2 separate regions of the Hordeum vulgare genome follow, and region 1 is linked to region 2. Evidence: chromatin contacts called from public Hi-C data. All regions are on one chromosome and are shown on one strand. Each heading gives the region's core, a stretch centred on a gene start, on an enhancer-like site or on the middle of the called end of the contact. The rest is flanking DNA. Distances are from core to core; before and after follow the strand shown.

Region 1 (3,075 bases), core at 43-2,542, 410 kb after region 2:
GAAAAAGAGCAACACCTTCCTCAACTCGATCCAGTGAACCACAAGACTTACCGGGGGAGCCCTCGACGGATCCACTCCCTTCCCAAAGGCTCGCCATGAAAGGTGAGAAGTGAAACACACCGATGATCACTGCTTGATACCTGCACATGCCAGTGGGGAGCTCGAGACCGTCATAGTGCCACACTCCCTAGTTGCACAACACTCCCTAGACCTATTATTTATCAGGAAGAAGCCGCTCTCCCGACTTCAACCCGCACAATGGAAACCACATGAGACGAGAGGGAGAGGAGCCAGGGTTACCCAGACCGCCCTACGATTCCGAAGGGAAACAAGAGAAGAGAGAAGAAACGACGGGAAGAAACATCTCACCCAAAAAAAATTGTTTTTGTATTGCGTTCGTTTTGACGTCACTCTATGCGCACAATGTTCTGAATGACCGAGCTCATCAGACCAATGAAAGCGTCGGTTCCGACCTTTTTCGACGTCCGTTGGAAAGGTGAAGAATGCCTCCAAGAAAGAGGTCGTCACCCGCCGTACTCATAGTCGCCGCACCGTCCGATGCGGCCAAGGGAAGAAATCCAAGAGGAGCGCGACTCCTACCATCTCGCGTCCACCGACGCGCCTCATCACGTGTCGTGACGTGCGCAACGTTGGTTCGCAGTGTCGTTTCTCAAGGAAGGATCCGTCGTGAAATTAATTTTGCGGCGATTTAAGGACCATCATTTTTTTCTTTCTAAAAGAAAGAGCACAGGCTAATTTTGGCACCCAAATCTTGCCAAATTTCCGGCCACCGCTTGTATGTATCCATTTATTACAAGGAGCAGGAGAGGAACCGTAAGAGCACAATCACCAGATATTCTCCATACGTATACAAGGAAAGATCTCCGAAATTACTTGCAAAATTACACGGTGTTTCTTCCCATGTTTGTGTTTTTGTAAAAGCAAATAAACAAGCCAAGAAACACGCATCGCCGCATTCACCAAATCGCTAACCTACACCGGAGGCCAGTCTAGAAACAGAGCAGAAAAGAAAAGAAAGGGAAAGAAAAGAAAAGAAAGGGAAACAGACACACGGGATGGACGCGGGCGCACGCGAAATCCGAGCTGGTGTCGTGGCCGCAAAGGATCCGCGCTCCCAGGAAAATGCCAAAAACAAAACAACTCCCCCAGGAAGTCGCAGGCGGTTTTGCGCCCGGCCCCCTGCGTCGCCCCCGAAATAGCGTCCGCCTCCCCCCGCCCCCCCGGCGCCCTACAAAGCCAAAACCCTCGCCCTTCTCCCCCACTCTCGCACCCCGCTTCTACAGTGGGTAGGCAGGCTCCGGCTCTCCTCCCCCTCCCCTCCCTCCTCCTCCTCCTCCCCTCTCATCTCATCTCCACTCGAGAAGAAGCACGCAGCAGGCAGAAAAAAGGAATAAAAAATTAGTTATCCTTTTCGTTTATCTCTTTGACGAATCAAGAACCGGGAGATTGGAAGGGGGAGGAGGAGGAGGAACAATCGGGCGAGGGAAGAAGTAAATTCGCAGCAAGAGAAGAGGGATACGGCGGGGGATAGTAGATAGATAGATAGATAAATCAGTTGGCATCGGTTTTATTGATTGCTCATTAACCCAGCAAGCATTCCTGCCGCTGCCATTCTCGGGAGGTTGTAGGCGGAGTCAGCATGGTTCCGTCCGGCTACGACTGCGCCGCCTCCGTCCTGCTCTGCGCCGAGGACAACGCCGCCATCCTCTGCCTCGACGACGACGAGGACGACTGCTCCTGGGCGGCGGCGGCCGCCACCCCTCCGCGCGTCGCCGCCGCCGCCGCGGCGGAGGGGTTCCCGGCGGACCACCCCGTGCAGTCCGATGAGTGCGTGGCGGCGCTCGTCGAGACGGAGAAGGACCACATGCCCGCCGACGGGTACCCCCAGATGCTGCTGCCCCGGCCCGGGGCCCTGGATTTGGCCGCCGTCAGGAGGGACGCCATAGATTGGATTTGGAAGGTGAGCCCACACCCCCCGGCATCTCGATTCGATTCGAACCGTCGTTTACTTGTGTCGATGGCGCGGTGCCGAGATGCGATGGCCCGGATTCGTGTAAAGATGCCTTTTTTTTTACCCGTTCTAGTGGCGATTTGTCCTTGGATTGATGCCCGATGATGCCGTCCCGATGTGATTGCTGATTGAATCTGCAAATTCTCTGCTCATAGGTCATTGAGCATTTCAATTTCGCGCCGTTGACTGCGGTCTTGTCTGTCAACTACCTTGATAGGTTCCTCTCCGTCTACCCCCTTCCTGTAAGTCTTGACTCATCACCATCATCATCTCAGTAGCAACTGAAGCAAACCCTGCTAAAATCCCGTAAAGTTGTTGGAATCATGGAGGAATTGGTTTCTCATGGCAGGAAGGCAAAGCTTGGGTGACACAGCTCTTGGCAGTGGCTTGCTTGTCCCTCGCTTCAAAGATGGAGGAGACCTATATGCCGCTCCCCGTCGACCTGCAGGTCAGTGAGTGATGCATCTCATCTCATCTCATCCCATCTCATGACAGACCTCCGCATACGCACATCGTTGAAAGGCTCTTTCTTTCAGTTTCATCTCAATTAATCGACGATTTTCGCTTGACAGGTGGTTGAGGCGAATTCCGCATTTGAGGGAAGGACCATAAAAAGGATGGAGCTTTTGGTGCTCAGCACCTTAAAATGGAGGATGCAAGCTGTTACTGCTTGCTCATTTATTGACTACTTCCTTCGCAAATTCAATGATCACGACGCACCCTCCATGCTCGCATTCTCCCGCTCGACCGACCTCATCCTGAGCACAGCTAAAGGTATGAGAGTTAAATCAGACCTCTTTTTTAACATTCATCGATCAATGTGGTAAATCAAATCTCTTTTTTAGTATTCATCGATCAATGTGTTAAATCAGATATCCTTTTTAGTATTCATCGATCAATGTGTTAAATCAGATCTCATTTTTAGCATTCATCAATCAATGTGTTAAATCAGACCTCTTTTTTAGCATTCATCGATCAATGTGTTAAATCATACCTCATTTTTAGCATTCATCAATCAATGTGTATAATTTGGCGGTGATCAG
Region 2 (2,904 bases), core at 343-2,842:
TCCTTGCACCATGCCGCTTCCCCGGGTGAAACTATGCCGCTTCCCTGGGTGAAACTGGGTCTCGCTCTCGGAGGAGGAGTGGATCTTTGATGAGGAGGAAGCGTCGGAGAAGGCTGACCTCATCGCCGAGGAGCAGGAGTGGCATTGCTGCAAGGCGATGGAGGAGGCCATGGAGCAGGATGCCGCGTTGTAGGATCCCGCGCAGGAGGAGTGGTCGGACTGAAATCCCAAAACACATTGCGTTGTTTGGGATATCCAACACGACTAAGTGCAAATCCCATATGAGCACGCGAGGGCTCGCCCACGCAGCTCATACCGGGCACCACGTGCTCCCTGCCGCCTCTCTGTTAAGGAGGCACTGGATGAGCGCTACGCCGCCCACGCCTCAGCCATCCGCCCCGGAGAAATCTTCAAGCATACCGGCGTTGGGAAGGCGTTGCGGGCGAAGAGAGACCGTGCCATCCGGCTCCATTACAAGGATCAACAAATGGACTCGGCGGCTGAGAGGGAGCGCATCAGATGGCACACAATCGATATGAACATGGTGTCATTCATCGAGACAAGCCGCACCACATTGGGGCTTGCCCGTCTTGAAAAATCTGTCTCCGACCTTGACTACCGCCGGCAGGAATGGGACGAAGACGTGGTCGCTGGACCGTCACACCGTCGTGCGTAGAGGACCAGTCGACTCGTCACATATGCATGTGTGCTTGCACTGCATTCACCATAGTCGCGGTGGGGAGCAACTAGTGCTTCTCCAAGACATAGTAAATAAATGTCGCCAATCAACTTTTCTACTTCTACTTAACCACTTTGTAATGCAATGTTATCACAAATTAGTGTTTTAGTACCTCAAATTGAGTGTGTGGATTTTTGAGTTGATGCAACAAAAGAACAGAAAAGAAAAGATATGAAGGCCGCATTATGGCAACTCTGTGTTTGCGCACAGCGGTCGCTGGCACGGCCTCCATATCCCATACATGACCGGGGATATAGCTGACTCTACTAAAGTTTCTCTAATACTGATTGGGACTATGAATGATCCGCCCTAGTCGTAAAAGAACGGATATGCCTGAAGATGAAATCACACCAAGCAGCAAGGACAAGGCCGGTGTTCCCGGACATACAGAATGCTTTCGAAGAATCTAAATAAACGCAGACTGATGAATAGCAGAACCAGAGAAGTGCGCATACCTTCCGAGCACGGCGGTGAGGGTCTTGACGTAGGCGGCCACCATATCTTCCTCGGAGGGCTTTGGGTCGGCGGGGAACTCCATGACTATGAGCCAGTGCTCGTAGTCGCAGCCATCCAGCAGGATGGTCTCCTTGGGCGGCCGGTTGCTCCAGTTCGGGGACGGGTCGTTAAGCGGAGAATGGCCGGGCCTTCCCGGCAACGCCGTCTTCGCCCCTCGCGACGGCGGCGCCCACGGAGAGGGGTGGGCGGAGGACGCGGAGGCAGCGGCGCCGGCGAGGAGGAGGAAGCGACGGGGTATCGCACGGGGGGAGAGGAGGAGCGCCGAGAGCCTGCGGCGTGTAACAGCTACAGCCGCCATGGTTGGGGAATTTGGGAAGGTCGGAATAGGAGGGTTTGCACTATTTTTTTTAGGGGCTTGCACTTGCCGGCGCAGGCTATGCTGGTGCGCGAGACCGATGTGTCTGGGCTCAGGCCCAGAGTCCCTAGCCGTGTTTAGTTCGGGCCCAGAGGCAACTCCAGAGTTGTGAATTTGCCCTCCGTCTCAAAATTCCTTGTCTTAGATTTGTATATATATATAAATGTATCTAGTCAAGTTTTAATATTTAGATACATCAATTTCTCAACAAACCTAAAACAAGAATTTTAAGACGGAGTGAGTATTTGTCAATGAGTACCGCGCAAGCAGTGATAAGACACACAGACTAGCTAGATTGTCATTACACTCTGTAAGATCGCTAGATGTGGTTTAATGATCCATGGATCACCTATGTATCCCAGTAAACTTATTTGATAAGTAAAGTGTGGTGTTCTTTTAAAAAGGGTCTGGGCTTAATCCACGTAGATTGGCCGAGGTCGTGGCCTCCTAATCCATGTGGGCCAACCTAGCAGGGATTGTTACACGTGAAATAAATTTTGAATGTTTGGTTTAAATTTAGGGGGCTACTATGTCTCGCATGACACAAGACCTAGGATAAGCTCACTATATCGAGCGCGAGACTAGACCGCCCAGCTCGCGGGTGGCAACATCTTGTTTTTATTTTCATGTTTTTTTGCTGTTGTTTGCTTTTCTTTCATAATTTTTCTTATACTTCCAAATATCTCAAAATGTATATAACAAAAAAAATTACATTTGTTTTGAAAAAAATGAAAACAAAGCATTTGTAAAATGTTAATTGCGTGGATAAAAGTGTTTCTAATGTATACTAAAAATATATACAAAAAATACATTGTGTGAATTTTTTTGTCCTGGATTTAAAATAATATTAATCAAGCATTTAAAAAAAACTAATCATCTCTCTAAAAAATTTAAATGTGTACAAAAAATATTCCTGTGTATACAAAAAATATAGAACATGTATTAAAAATTAAACGTAAAACATAATTTTACAAAGTGTTGATCGTGTATAAGAAAAATGTTAATCATATATTGCAAAAACTTTATCCGTGTATAGAAAAATGTTCCTGGTATATACAAAAAATGTACAATATGTCTGAAAATGTAGTCACCAAAGACAAAAAAAATGAAAATATTAATAATCATGTAGTATTTCTAGAAAATTAAATGTGTACAAAAAGATATATTTCGAATTTGTATGAAAAATGTAGAATATGTATTTAAAAAGTTTAATGTAAAAGGCATTTAAAAAAAATCTTGATTGTGTATTAAAAATGTTACTCATATATTTAAAAAAGGTTAAACATGTTTATTA

Evidence for each region. A called contact is a pair of places that touch in the nucleus more often than the background predicts.
Region 1: a contact with region 2 is called in a Hi-C map of seedling, with 3 times the contacts expected there. The contact joins the promoter of LOC123402224 here to the promoter of LOC123401805 in region 2. A contact is called at or near these places in 5 of 6 Hi-C or Micro-C datasets (leaf, seedling and an unstated tissue) and 1 of 1 datasets of contacts at active chromatin or transcription factors (embryo).

Annotation. Positions count from the first base shown.
Region 1 is chr6H:513,644,797-513,647,871 of MorexV3_pseudomolecules_assembly, forward strand. It overlaps LOC123402224 (cyclin-D3-1-like), which reads left to right and starts at 1,293. Exons shown (of 6, transcript XM_045096118.1): 1 at 1,293-1,981; 2 at 2,188-2,274; 3 at 2,382-2,480; 4 at 2,605-2,806. The coding sequence starts at 1,661.
Region 2 is chr6H:513,236,624-513,239,527 of MorexV3_pseudomolecules_assembly, forward strand. It overlaps LOC123401805 (multiple organellar RNA editing factor 3, mitochondrial-like), which reads right to left and starts at 1,593. Exons shown (of 4, transcript XM_045095655.1): 1 at 1,195-1,593. The coding sequence starts at 1,553.